Linked DNA regions of Pan troglodytes: region 1 is linked to region 2. Evidence: chromatin contacts called from public Hi-C data. All regions are on one chromosome and are shown on one strand. The core of a region is the stretch at or near the end of the contact, and the rest is flanking DNA. Distances in the headings are between cores, read along the strand shown. Region 1 overlaps ITPKB (inositol-trisphosphate 3-kinase B). Region 2 overlaps LOC107970393 (a long non-coding RNA gene).

The links. A called contact is a pair of places that touch in the nucleus more often than the background predicts.
Region 1: a Hi-C map of induced pluripotent stem cells shows a contact between it and region 2, with 2.8 times the contacts expected there. The contact joins two enhancer-like sites. A contact is called at or near these places in 5 of 7 Hi-C or Micro-C datasets (blood, induced pluripotent stem cells, a lymphoblastoid cell line and 1 more) and 1 of 1 other capture datasets (stem cell-derived neural stem cells).

The regions. Positions count from the first base shown.
Region 1 is chr1:22,652,214-22,659,444 of NHGRI_mPanTro3-v2.0_pri, forward strand. ITPKB (inositol-trisphosphate 3-kinase B) reads left to right here. Exons shown (of 8, transcript XM_001141610.8): 7 at 1,821-1,892; 8 at 4,698-7,231. The coding sequence ends at 4,913. Among named protein-coding and RNA genes, the nearest start is that of STUM, 88 kb to the right of the region's middle. Within about 2 kb of position 1,543, at least 4 of the 24 cell types and tissues checked have an H3K27ac peak or open chromatin away from gene starts, as enhancers often do. A contact at or near this core is called in induced pluripotent stem cells and stem cell-derived neural stem cells, where this site is marked.
Region 2 is chr1:22,459,623-22,465,886 of NHGRI_mPanTro3-v2.0_pri, forward strand. The region is part of intron 2 of LOC107970393 (a long non-coding RNA gene); the gene reads left to right. Among named protein-coding and RNA genes, the nearest start is that of PSEN2, 41 kb to the left of the region's middle. Within about 2 kb of position 4,594, at least 11 of the 24 cell types and tissues checked have an H3K27ac peak or open chromatin away from gene starts, as enhancers often do. A contact at or near this core is called in induced pluripotent stem cells and stem cell-derived neural stem cells, where this site is marked.

The DNA.
Region 1 (7,231 bases), core at 293-2,792, 190 kb after region 2:
CAAAAGTCAAAGGCACGCCGGGCACAGTGGCTCACGCCTGTAATCCCAGCACTTTGGGAAGCTGGGGCAGGTGGATCACCTGAGGTCAGAAGTTTGAGACCAGCCTGGCCAACATGGTGAAACTCCATCTTTACTAAAAACACAAAAATTAGCCGGACATGGTGGCGCATGCCTGTAATTCCAGCTACTTGGGATGCTGAGGCAGGAGAGTCACTTGAACCTGGGAGGCGGAGGTTGCAGTGAGCTGAGATTTTGCCATTGCACTTCAACCTGGGCAACAAGAATGAAACTCTGTCTCAAAAAAAAAAAAAAAAAAAGTCAAGGGCACTGAAGTTAGTACCCAGGAAGGTTTGTATCCATCCTGGCCCCAGGCTTCTGCTTGGAAAGTAAAGAGGAAGGCGATGTGCTTGTCCCTGGCGTGCGGCGGGTAGGCGGGGAAGCTTGGCGGACACTCACTGACTCTCCCTTAGCCATCGGCCCCATAGCTCCAGAGAGCATTTCCCATGCCCTGAGAGAGAGAACAGTGCCCGCCGTCTGCCAGGTGTCATGCCAAGCGTGCAGCAAATCTTCACAGCAGACCTGCTGTGGGTAGACCTGCTTGTCCCCATTTTGTGTGCCCGAGGTCACACTGCTCCCTGCCAGCAAGAGCTGGCGAGCTGTCTCCGAGTCCAGGAGTGTGGGTTGTACAAGTTCATGACAAAGTTCTGTCTTGTGTGTTGCTGCTGCAGCGGCTCGCAGACTGGATAGATGCTCTGCCCACAGGGACCAGAGCACTGACCCTTCCAGCTGAGTCAGGGAATATTGTGCCACTGTGCCCCAAGTGCACGGCTCCCTGGGACAGTCAGAGATCCAGGCACATCTGGGACACGGGCCCTGGAGCCCCTGTGAATGGCACCTTCTGAACAGTCCACAGCAGCTGCAGAGCAAGTGGGGGCGGACCAGGCAGCCATTTCTCCAAGGAGACTCAGTACGGGCTGGAACTGGGAAATCTTCCTTTTCCAGCTGGGGAGGCTTCCGTTGGCTCCTGGCAAGCTCTGAGGCTGCAGGCAGGGGGAATGTGCCTGACTCTTTCGTAGCCCAAGTCCTCCAATTCCTGAGTCCCTTGCAGGGGAGGATCTCAGCCCCTAAGCAGTGACCACCATGGAACATGCCTCCTATGCCTGGGGTTTGTTCCTGGTGCTGAAGACTCCAGGGGGCTGCTCGGCTGGCCCTGCCAGCTGTCACTCTTTTCCAGCAGGCATTGAGGAACTCTGTGTACCTGTGTATGACGAGCTTCCCAAGGCAGCCCGGGGGTGAGACCCACAGAGCTGGCTTCTGGGGAAGATGGGGCACCCCCAAGGCCAGCAAAGCTTGACATGGGTTTATAGGGCTCCATGGAGAGGGCACTGGGAGAGATATTTGTGGTTCTGTCTCTTACCCTGTCCTTTCAAAAGTCAAAGGTACTGACATTTATGCTGAGAAAGACGCCACAGCAGCCCTGCTCGCAGGAAGCTGCCTCTAGATGTCCGGCGTTCAGGGTAAAGCACATTCACGGGAGGGACCACTAGAGGCCGCATGGGTGTTCTGACACTGCCCTTCCCGGCACCGCCTGCTCCTGGAGAAAGGGTGGTGGGAGAAAGGGCGGGAGTGGAGCCCAGCTGCAACCCCTCCTCTAGGCTGCAGTTTCTTCATTTGTAGATAAGGAGGTTGGAATAAGTGATCAGGGTAGGGTGTAAGGTCACTGTCATTTCTACAGTCCGTGACTCTAATGAGCTAAATGGGCTAAAATCCACCCCTTCCCCACGCGGTGCTTAAAAATCTGGTCCTCTTTCTATTCCCAGATCGCCTATCGGGACCGGCTGAAGGCCATTCGAACCACTCTAGAAGTTTCTCCCTTCTTCAAGTGCCACGAGGTAGATACTGGGCTTTTGCCCTCTTGAGCAGAATGCTGCGCGTGCCAACAGGCCTTCTCCTTCTCCTTCCAGAAGCCCGGGGCATCGGGCATTTTCAGGGTGGTGCAGCCAGAGGCAGGCCATCAGGGACCAGACCCTCGCTGCACGGGGGAGCTGCGTCTCAGTGCTTCCTGGGGTGACCACACGGGCTGTCCTGCCTGAGACCCCTGGCTATTGCCCCCTTTCTCCTCCCTTGTCCTTCCAGCTCCAGAGTCTTGTCCATTCTGGGCAGTGGTGGCAGGACTTATATCCCACACACCCCGTGGTCTCAGGGCAGAAGCTCTCTGAGCTGCTAGAGTAGCCAGGCACCCGCTGACCGCCACCTACATCTTCAGATGAGACCCTGAGGAGGGCAGGCAGGTCTTCAGGTGCCACTCTCGGGCAGGGCTGGAACCTCCCAACTTTGCATACGTTAGTTGGCAGGGGCAGCAGGCAGCAGGTGGGGAACTGAGACACCTGAGAGAGGCTCTGGGAGGTGTCAGCAGGTTCCCTGGAGGGGTGTGAGACCCTGACATGGGGAGTCCAGGTCCCCAGCCACATGACACATTCACACACACATTCACAGATCCCACACTCATCAATCCTATACCACACACATTCACAGATCACACTCATAAACTCTACATGCACACACCTTCACAGATCACACTCAAACCCTACATGCACACACATTCACAAATCACACACACATTCACACACATGCAGATCAATCACATGCATGCACACACATTCATACAACACATTAACACAAGTCATACGTATACAAACACACATATGTATTCATATATCCACACACATTTTTGTGTGCACACCCACTCATACACAAACATGCATGCCTTTACCAGTCTCACATACATACACACACACACACACACACACAGCTGCAGTCCTGGGGCTGGCTAATCCCATGGGTGGGTGGGTGTGAAGCGGGATCCTGCGGCTCCCTACAGCTGTGTAGGTGGTTCAGGAAAGCAGCCCCTCTCATAGGGACTGTCTTGTGGAGGCCCTCTTGTATGGGGTCTTATATGGAGGTGGCCTCAGCCTCAGCCTATGCCCACAGAGAAGGCTGCGGAGCCAGCAGGAGGAACTCATAGGGTCAGCCCTGGGGCAGCCAGCAGGGCGGTGCATCTTTCTGCAAACTACACCACCAGGCCTCCTCAGGCAGATGGTCTACCTTGCTCTGCATGTCATTCCCTGCGGGGCGCCTGGAGAGGATGGCTGCAAGGAGGGGGTGGCACACCCAGAGAGGAGACTCAGGCTTTGCTGTGCCCCTAGCAGGGAGCTCGGTCCTTCTCAGAATGTTCTTTGCTCTCCTTGTCCCCCAGACCCTCAGCTCCTCCTGTGGCCTCTCCTTTCCACTTGATGAAGCATCCTCCTGCCACCTGCCAGAGCCCCCTTTGCCCCAGCTGCCTCTCTGGACGATGGGGGTGCTGCCTGGCTGCCTGACCCCAGGGGCCAAGCCTGGGAGAACTTCAGGCCACAGAGCTCTGTCTCAAAGCCGTTCCCACCCTTCTTCAACACTTCTGCTTTTATTTCTTGGAAAAGCATTTTGTTCTACACTTTTTGGGGTCTCCCTTAAGGTCTAGAAAGAGGCCAAATCAGCTTGGGTCTGTTGTTTTCCACCTGCGAAGAGGAAGCCCCTTTTTTGGGCTCAGCCTCGCCAGGGGCCCCACCTGCCCTGCACTGCTGGAAGCTGGAATGTCACCTCAGCCCTTTCTGTGCCCCCGGCCTTCTGTGCCCCTGGCCTTCCTCTGGCCCCACTGAGGTGATGCAGGGGTATGTGTGGCCATATTTGGGAAAGCGCCTCGCTCCCATGCAGAGGCTCTGAGCTCACCCAGGAGGGGCAGGCTCTTTGGTGCCCACTATCCCTGGGCCAGGCTGGGAAGGCCCTATAGGGTCTGCCCACGCTGAATCTGCAGGGGATTGTGCTGCTGGGGTGGGGGTGCTGTGTGCATTTGAAACGGGTTCTTTACCACCCCCGCCCCAGGAGAGTTTGGACGCTCCTGGGCACCTTCCCCTTCACTGTGGTTCCCTGCAGAGTGTTTGGGAGGAGTCAGGTTCTAGGAGGCGGAAGGGCGAGGCCCCAGGTTGGGTTGTGGTCTAGAAAGAGTGGAAAGTTTGCCCAGGTGCAGTGTGATTCATGCCCGTAATCTCAGCACTTTCCGAGGCCAAGGCAGGAGAATGGCTTGAGCTTAGGAGTTTGGGACCAGCCTGGGTAACATAGTGAAACCCTGTCTCTACAAAAATAAAAAAACAAAAAGTTAGCCGGGCATGGTGGTGCATGCCTGTAGTCCCAACTACTCGGGAGGCTGTGGTGGGAGGATCGCTTGAGCCTAGGAGATCAAGGCTACAGTAAGCTGAGGTTGCACCACTGCACTCCAGCTGGGGCGACAGAGTAAGACCCTGTCTGGAAGGAAGGAAGGAAGGAAGGGAAGGAAGGAAGGAAAAGAAGGAAGGCAGGAAGGAAGGAAAGAAAGAGGGAGGGAAGGAGTGGAAAGTGTGCAGGCCAGAGTCAGGAGGTGAAGGGGTGCCTGCTGCTGCCCACACAGAAGGGTGGTCGCTGACCCTGGAACCCGATGCCCTCTGCCCAGGCATGGCCATTCTTGGGCCGGCTCTGCTGCCTGTCTGAAAATGGGGATTGGAATTGCAGGCACCCAACTGTCTGGCCTGAGCGAGCCTCCCCACCTGGTCACCCAGGCCCCAGGCCGCAGTGGGGAGGGCGAGGCCCGGGCTTCAGCTCACCCTTCACCCCCATGTTCTCCTCAGGTCATTGGCAGCTCCCTCCTCTTCATCCACGACAAGAAGGAACAGGCCAAAGTGTGGATGATCGACTTTGGGAAAACCACGCCCCTGCCTGAGGGCCAGACCCTGCAGCATGACGTCCCCTGGCAGGAGGGGAACCGGGAGGATGGCTACCTCTCGGGGCTAAATAACCTCATCGACATCCTGACCGAGATGTCCCAGGATGCCCCACTCGCCTGAGCTGCCCACGCCCTCCCTGGCCCCCGCCTGGGCCTCCTTTCCTCCTCCTGTGCTTCCTTTCTCGGTCCTAACTTTTCCTTCACTTACACCTGACTGACCCTCCTGAACTGCACTACAAGACACTTTGTAGAAGAGGAGATGAGAGTTTCTAGTCATTTTCCTAACTTCAGGGCTTGGAGGTGGTGTTTGCACTGCTTTTTGTAGAGAGGGTCACCTACTATAAGAGAAATGCCCAGTCTTAGAGGTGGGTCAGGTGTAGAACTGGAGGGGGTCCCTGGCTGCTGAGGGGACCCTACCAGATGAGCCCTGCCTCTGGAAGCCCCCTAGGAAGTGCCAGCCTGGACCTACCACCTGCGGAGGCCTGCTGCCCCCTGGCGGCCAGTGCTGTTAGAGTGCTGCCAAGCACAGCCTTATTTCTGCCGGGGCCTCCCCACCGGAGAGCCCAGGGGGCCCGCCGGGTTCCTGGTCCCTGGCTGGGAGCAGGGCTTTCTGGTAGTTGGGGCACAAAACCATTGGGGAACCACATGTTGACTGTGAGCAAAGTGTCTTCCGATTAGCAGCCTCAGGGATGCCCTGGTGGCCTCTCCAGGGCTGCTCAGGCAAGGCCCCCCACCCATCTGGTATGGAAACCTGCCGGCTCCAGGCCAGACCCAGGAGCCAAGAGAAGGCTGAAGCCAGCTTGGCTGTGTTCTCTGATCTAGGCCTTCCCAGAGGAGGCGAGCAGAAGCTGTGCCACTGGGAATTGCAACCCATGAGTTCAGAAGGCACACTCTGCCATGCTGAGGTCCAAGGGTGCTACCAGGGGAAGATGGGATCTATAGAGTCTCTGGGCCCTGGCCCCAGGGAGGAGCACATTTTTCTTGACCCTCACCTACCTGGTGCTAGTTGGTCAACCCTTCCTGCATACATGGGCTCCTGTCATGGGGCCCAGAGTCCCTTGCAGATATAGAAATAGGGGAGGAGCTCAGGTCTGCACCAGGCAGGAAGAAGGCAGGCTTCTGGCTTCCAGAGGTGCCGCGGTGGCCTCCTGGCATCATTTGTTATTGCCTCTGAAACAAGCCTTACCACCTGCAGGGCTTAGATTCCTGCTTCTCCAATGTAGTGTGGGTATCTTGCAGGGTATGTGGTGGATGCCAGGGTGTGCTCCAGGCACCTCTTCCTGAAGTCTCTGCATTTGGAGATTCGTGGAGAACCTATTTAAGCCCAATTTTAACTGAAAGCCAGTGAGTCTGTTATGGAAGGGAATGTAAAATTTGCATGACTTCTTAAGAACAAAACCCCCAGCTCTGTGCCCCAGGCTCCTTGGGGCTTGCCACCCACTCCTTCGCTGTCAGAGGTACAGGAGCTGGGAGAGTCCAGGAGCTAGGGACACAGAGGGAGACTATGGACCAAGGTGTGTGTGTCTGGAGGAACCACTGCCCACCCCACCACCCCGGGGTCTCTGGGGAACTGTCAACCTGCCCACGGGACATGTACATTTCCCCTTTTGTGCTGGAAGTGTGAGTGACACTTGCTGGGGGTGGAGGGTGGGACACGTGAGGATGTATAAGTACAGATTTTAAAAAAGGAAATCACTTACACTTCCTGGCTCTTGTTTAAAACAGTGGTGAGCTCCTGTGTGGGCCGACTTGCTAAAGGTCACACACGCGCCCGGTGGAGCACGAGAGACCTCGTGGCAGCATGTGATCTGGAAGGCAGGCAGGACGGGGGCGTTGGGCAGCCAAAGTCAACTCGGGGCCTCTGGAGCTATAGTGACTTTTGGGCTAGAAGGGACCCTGGTGGTCTGTGCTTCAGCCATTTGCAGGGCAGGGGCATCATTAATTCAGACGTAAAGATACTATGAATATGGACTGGCCAAAAGTTATCCTCATTCCATCTGTGAAAGAAGTTTGCTAAAGCAAATCATGATATGAACAAAAATTACAGGGGACCTGTTTAAGAGAACAAAATGTTCCAAGCACTTCAGGCAGACACCAGCTGTTTGCAAACAATGTGCTAATATGCAAATGATGTGCTTATTAAAGGAGGCCCATGGGGCCTCTTATTGGCAATACTTGGCTGTGGGTTACATTAAATATGTGAACGTAGTATGAAATAGCATCATTTTAGGGTTATTCTGTTACTTAGGGTTTTTGTTTTCTGGTTTTTTTTTCTTTTTTTGTATTTGCCGTGCTAGTTCTCTTCTACACCTACTCTGTCTCTCAAGCCATTTTGCCACTCGCTTCCCTGCCATCTGGCCCTTCCCTTTGTCTCAGTGGGATAGATGGATTGTGAAATGGAATCTCCCAGAACCCCTGCCCTGGCAGCCTGGAAGACCG
Region 2 (6,264 bases), core at 3,344-5,843:
GCTTGAACCCGGGAGGCAGAGGCTGCAGTGGGCAGTGGAGTGGAGGTTGCCCTCCGGCCTGGGAGACAGAGTGGGACCCTGTCTCAAAACAACAACAACAACAAAATAACCACATTCCTGCCTGGATGATTCAGAACAGGAACAGTGATTCACCTGGATTCTAGGGGAGGGCTGAGTTCCCTCCTTCTTTGAACCATCTTCCTTCTGTCCCAACTTTCTCCTCTAGGCCCCCAGTAATAATCCCTTCAGAACAAAGGTCCTAAAATGTTTATTTGCCTTTGCTTTCCTCTTTCTGCCTGTGCCATCCTCCCTGACTTTGTCTGATAAGTATTCTTTCTTGTGTACTTTTATTTAAAATTGTTTTTGAAATTCCAAATGATTTCATGTTAATATAAAATACTTAAAAATATATATCCCCAAATGACTATAACTCCTATTGATGACATTTCTAAATGCGCAGTACTCTCTGGTTATTAAATTACAGTCCCTTTCTAGCCTATCTGTCCCTCCGCCTTTTGTTTTTTACTTTATTTATTTTAAAATTTTAATTGTGATAAAATACACATAAAATTTACTATCATAATCATTTTAAGTGTACAGTTTTAATAGTATTAAGGAAATTTACATTATTGTGCAGCCATCACCACCATCCATCTCTAGAACTTTTTAAAGAAAATTATTAAACATTTTTTTTTTTTTGAGACAGGGTTTTGCTCTTGTTGCCCAGACTAGAATGCAATGGTGCGATCTCAGCTCACCGCAACCTCCGCCTCCCGGGTTCAAGCAATTCTCCTGCCTCAGCCTCCCAAGTAGCTGGGATTACAGGCATGCGCCACCACTCCCTGCTAATTTTTTGTATTTTTAGTAGCGACAAGGTTTCTCCATGTTGGTCAGGCTGGTCTCGAACTCCTGATCTCAGGTAATCTGCCTGCGTCAGCCTCCCAAAGTGCTGAGATTACAGGTGTGAGCCACCACGCCCAGCCAAATTATTAAACTTTTTAAAGAGCAGTTTAGTGTCACAACTTTTAAAGGAACAGTTTTAGGTTCACAGAAAAATTGAGAGCAGAGTACTGAGTTCCCATGTACCCACTATCCCCACAGGTGCACAGATCCCCTGCTTGACATCTTCCACCAGAGTGCTGCACTCGTTATGATCAGTGAACCTACACTGACACATCATTATCACTCAGAGTTCTCCAGAACCTTTCATCTTGCATAACTGAAACTCCATCCCCATTGAACAATAACTCCCATTCTCTTCCCCCCAGCCCCTGGCAGCCATCATTCTGCTGTCTGTCTCTATGATTTTCATGACTAGGTATGTCATATAAGTGGGCTCACACAGTATTTATCTTTTTGTGTCTGACCTAAATTACTTAGTGTAATGTGTTCTCAAGGTTCATCTGTGTTGTAGGATTTGTCAGAATTTCCATCCTTTTTTTTTTTTCTTTTTGAGACAGAGTCTTGCTCTGTTGCCCAGACTGGAGTACAGTGACACAATCTTGGCTCACCACAGCCTCCACCTCCCAGATTCAAGCGATTATCCTGCCTCATGTCACCACGCCCGGCTAATTTTTGTATTTTGAGTAGAGACGGGCTTTCACCATGTTAGGCAGGCTGGTCTTGAACTCCTGACCTCATGATCCATTCACCTTGGCCTCCCAAAGTGTTGGGATTACAGATGTGAGCCACCGTGCCAGCAGAATTTCCATCTTTTTTTTTTTTGAGACAGAGTTTTGCTCTTGTCACCCAGGCTGGAGTGCAATGGCATGATCTCAGCTCACCATAACCTCCGCCTCCCAGATTCAAGCGATTCTCCTGCCTCAGCCTCCTGAGTAGCTGGGATTACAGGCGCCGCCACCATGCCCAGCTAAATTTTTATATTTTTAGTAGAGACAAGGTTTCACTATGTTGGCCAGGCTGGTCTCGAACTCCTGACCTCAGGGATCCACCCACCTCAGCCTCCCAAAGTGCTGGGATTACAGGCATAAGCCACCATGCCCGGCTCAATTTCCATCCTTTTAAAGGGCAAATCATATTCCTTTGTGGGTATACACCACATTTTGGTGATCTATTGTTCTGTTGAGGGACATTTGTGTTGCCTCCACCTTTTGGCTATTCGGAATGATGCTGCTATGAACAAAGGTGTGCAGCTATCTCTTTGAGACTGTGCTTTCAACTTTGGTAGTTACACACTCAGAAGTGGAATTGGGGCCGGGCGCAGTGGCTCACGCCTGTAATCCCAGTGCTTTGGGAGGCCGAGGCAGGCGGATCACATGAGGTCGGGAGTTTGAGACCAGCCTTGCCAACATGGTGAAACCCCGTCTCTACTAAAATACAAAAATTAGCTGGGCGTGGTGGCAGGTGCCTGTAATCCCACCTACTCAGGAGGCTGAGGCAGGAGAATCGTTTGAACCTGGTAGGCAGAGGTTGCAGTGAGCCAATATTGTGCTACTGCACTCCAGCCTGGGGAACAAAGCGAGACTCCGTCTCAAAAAAAAAAAAAAGAAAAAGAAAAAGAAGTGGAATTGCCGAATTGAATGGTCATTCCATTTTTAATTTTTTGAGGAACTGACATACTGCTTTCCACAGCAGCTGTACCATTCTACGTTTCCATTAACAGAGGACAAGAGTTCCAATTTCTCCATCCTCACCAACACTTATTTTCTTTCTTTCTTTAGTTTTTTAATAGTCACCATCCGCATGGGTGCGAGGTGGTATACACTTTTGCTTTTTAGCTTTTATTAAAAGCCTGGTGTCTTTCGGTCACAATCCTTTTCTTCAAAGCCTAACTGGGCACTTCAGTGTTCAGCTGTATATTTCCTTTCTCGAAATATGTACAGTAGGAGTATGTTTTCTCTCTGACTTAGGGAAAACTGAGTTGATGTCTTCAGGTGGGGGAACAATTAGCCAGCAGAGACATCTGCCCCCTCAGAGAGTGCCTGGAATGATTCAGCCAAATTTTCTGACTTGCAAGGGGTCCTTTTCTGCTATTAAGGCTCCTGAGCACCCGTCCCAAAGTTGTATGTTCCCCCAGAGAACAGCTTTCCCAGATGGAATCTTGGTGCAGCTGTCGGAGGTGCTTGGGTACCCTTCCATGTTATATGTTATGTGCATGTGAATTTAGTGACAGGAACCTTGGTCTCACTGAGAAGTAATGAAAAGCGTCTAAAGTCTGTGATGCTAGGCCAGGGGCAGTGGCTCACGCCTGTAATCTCAGCACTTTGGAAGGCCAAGGAGGGTGGATCACCTGAGGTCAAGAGTTTGAGACCAGCCTGGCCAACATGGTGAAATCCTATCTCTAATAAAAATACAAAAATTAGCCGGGCATGGTGGTGCGTGCCTGTAATCCCAGCTACTGGGGAGGCTGAGGCAGGAGAATCACTTGAACCCAGTAGGCAGAGGTTGCAGTGAGCTGAGATCACACCATTGCACTCCAGCCTGGGCGACAGAGCAAGACCCCATCTCAGAAAATAAATAAATAAGTAAATAAGTAAAGAAATAAAAGTCGGCCAGGCGCGGTGGCTGACGCCTGTAATCTCAGCACTTTGGGAGGCCGAGGCGGGTGGATCACGAGGTCAGGAATTCAAGAGCAGCCTGGCCAAGATGGTGAAACTCCGTCTCTACAAAAAATACAAAAATTAGCTGGGCATGGTGGCAGGCGCCTGTAATTCCAGCTACTCAGGAGGCTGAGGCAGAGAATTGCTTGAACCCGGGAGGCGGAGGTTGCAGTGAGCTGAGATCGTGCCACTGCACTCCAGACTGGGTGGCAGATCAAGACTCTGTCTCAAAAATAAATAAATAAATAAATATAAAAATCTGTGGTTATAGAAGGTAATCATTATTACAACATTATACATTACAGCAATGTATCCTACAATTACGTTGAAGTTCGTAAAACACAAGTGGCACAATTTTTCCTTTTGGAGCCTCAGTCAGGGGTCTTGAGGCGGTGTCCCCAGGGGCACACCCTTTGGTTTCCGCCTCGGAGTGCTCAGCCCCAGCCCAGTGCCTCTGACCGGAGACCAGGGCCGCGAAGCAGCTTCTCTCCCGCTAGAGGGCGCTGGGCTCCTTGGTTGAGATCGTCTTCGGGACTCCAGGGAGGCCTCTGGCTCTCTTCCGGTTTGACTGGGCCTCCCGGGCTCTATTTTTAGGCCTCTGTGTTGGCCTTGGGCGTTCAGACCTGGAGACCCCGCTGAATCAGGGAATAGCGTAGTCTCTCACAGGATATGAGTGGTGACCCCTCAGGAGTCAGGGTCCCTGTGAGGGTGGGGTCACCGTTCACAGAGCACCCAAGGACCACGCAGGGGAGGTGGAGGGGGGGAAGAAGGCTTTTTTCTCACGTTTCGAGATTCGTTCTCACATTCGTTCTCAGACTTTGTTCTCACATTCTTTTTCAAAAGGAAAATAAAATTTTAAAAGAAAAATGCTAGGGACCAAAGAAAAACGTATTCATCTACATTGACTTCTATGGTACTTCCTGAAAAGTTGAAAATTGTGTGGGAGGCGCAGGAAGCCATCCCTTCTGCTTCCTCACTTGCTGGTGCGACCTCCTCGCAGCGTTTGGGCTCCGCAAGCTTTCAGCGGCACCAGTTCTGAGAGCAGGCGCCCAGGCCCCACCCTCAGCGCTTCCCACTCCATAGAGCCGGGTGTGGCCCAAGAATCTGCCTTTTTTGGCAAACACCTCGTTGGAGTCTCAGGCGGGTAATCCTCAAACCACACTTTGAGGCACTTTCCACGGGGCTCATGTCCTCTGATGCTGTTTGCTTACTTCTTACAGTTCTCACAGAAATTTTACACTCCCAATAGGAAGCCTCCATGCAGGAATTCCACACGTTTTAGTATTTTAGACTACCGGTTCCTTCTCCTCTGTGCGAGTCCCCAGGCAGGCCCTATCCTGAGTTCTGAAACGTGGTGGTGTCTTCAGCAACCCCTCAGTTCTAACCCCTGCTTCCTCAGTTCTAACCCCTGCTTGCTTCCCATTCCCGACCCTCAGCCTCCTATTTCTGATGCTCCGGGGCTGCCCTGAGCCTGGCAGCCTTCTAAATTTCTTTCATTTATTGCACTGAGCTCTTGGAAGAAATCTTCCCTCCTGCGATAGAAGCCCTTAAGTAAGAGTCTGGCTTTCCCTCTCTTTCCCTAGTATCAGGGTCTCACTCAACTCCAACTCCAAACTCACAAACACACACATGCTGTGTAGCTGCAACAACTGTGACTGTTCCCCAGGCATACTCCGGCAGCTAGACAACAGCTAATGTTCAGGTTTGTGCAGTGCGTCCTGCTTTGATGGTGCTGGGTAAAAGCTGAGGTCACCGGGCCTGGCGGCTCATGCCTGTAAATCCCAGCATTTTGGGAGCCCAAGGCGGGAGGATCGCTTGAGCCCAGGAGTATGAGACCAGCCTGAGCAACATAGGGAGACCCCATCTCTACAAAATAAATTAATAATGTAGCTACGCATGGTGGTGCGGGCCTGCAGATCCAGCTATTCAGGAGGCTGAGCTGGGAGAATTGCTTGAGCCCAGGAGGTTGAGGCTGCAGTGAGATGTGATTGCACCACTGCACTCCAGCCTGGGCGACAGAGGGAAACCCTGTGTCAAAAAAAAAGCTGAGGTCAACGAATTTAGGAATCAGTCATTACCCCACCCATGTCTGAGACAGCTGGGAATAGAACATATTGAGCAAAAATCCACTTTGGAGGCCGGGCGCAGTGCCTCACGCCTGTAATCCCAGCACTTTGGGAGGGTGAGGCGGGTGGATCACGAGATCAGGAGTTCAAGACCAGCCTGGCCAAGATGGTGAAACCCTGTCTCTACTAAAAATACAAAAATTAGCCAGGCACGGTGGCGGGCGCCTGTAATCCCAGCTACTTGGGAGACTGAGGCAGGAGAATCACTTGAACCCGGGAGGCGGAAGTTGCAGTGAGCCGAGACCGCACCATTGCACTCCAGCCTCGGCGACAGAGCGAGACTCCATCTCAAAACAACAACAACAACAACCACAACAAAATCCACTTTGGAGAATTTGATGCAGAGATGACAGGTAATTGGGAGAGGGGCTCCTGGCACCTCTGAGACTGACACAGATGGTATCTTTAAGACACACAGCTGGACAAACTACTGCCTCTTCAGCATGTATGAGAATGCCGGCAGAAGCAGACATCTAATTTCCTCCACTTCCCAGCTTTGATCACCTTCTTGCTCAATTTGCATGCTAATTACTAAGTCTCTGGTTAGCAGCCCCTAGCTATCTGCCCTAGGTCTGCTG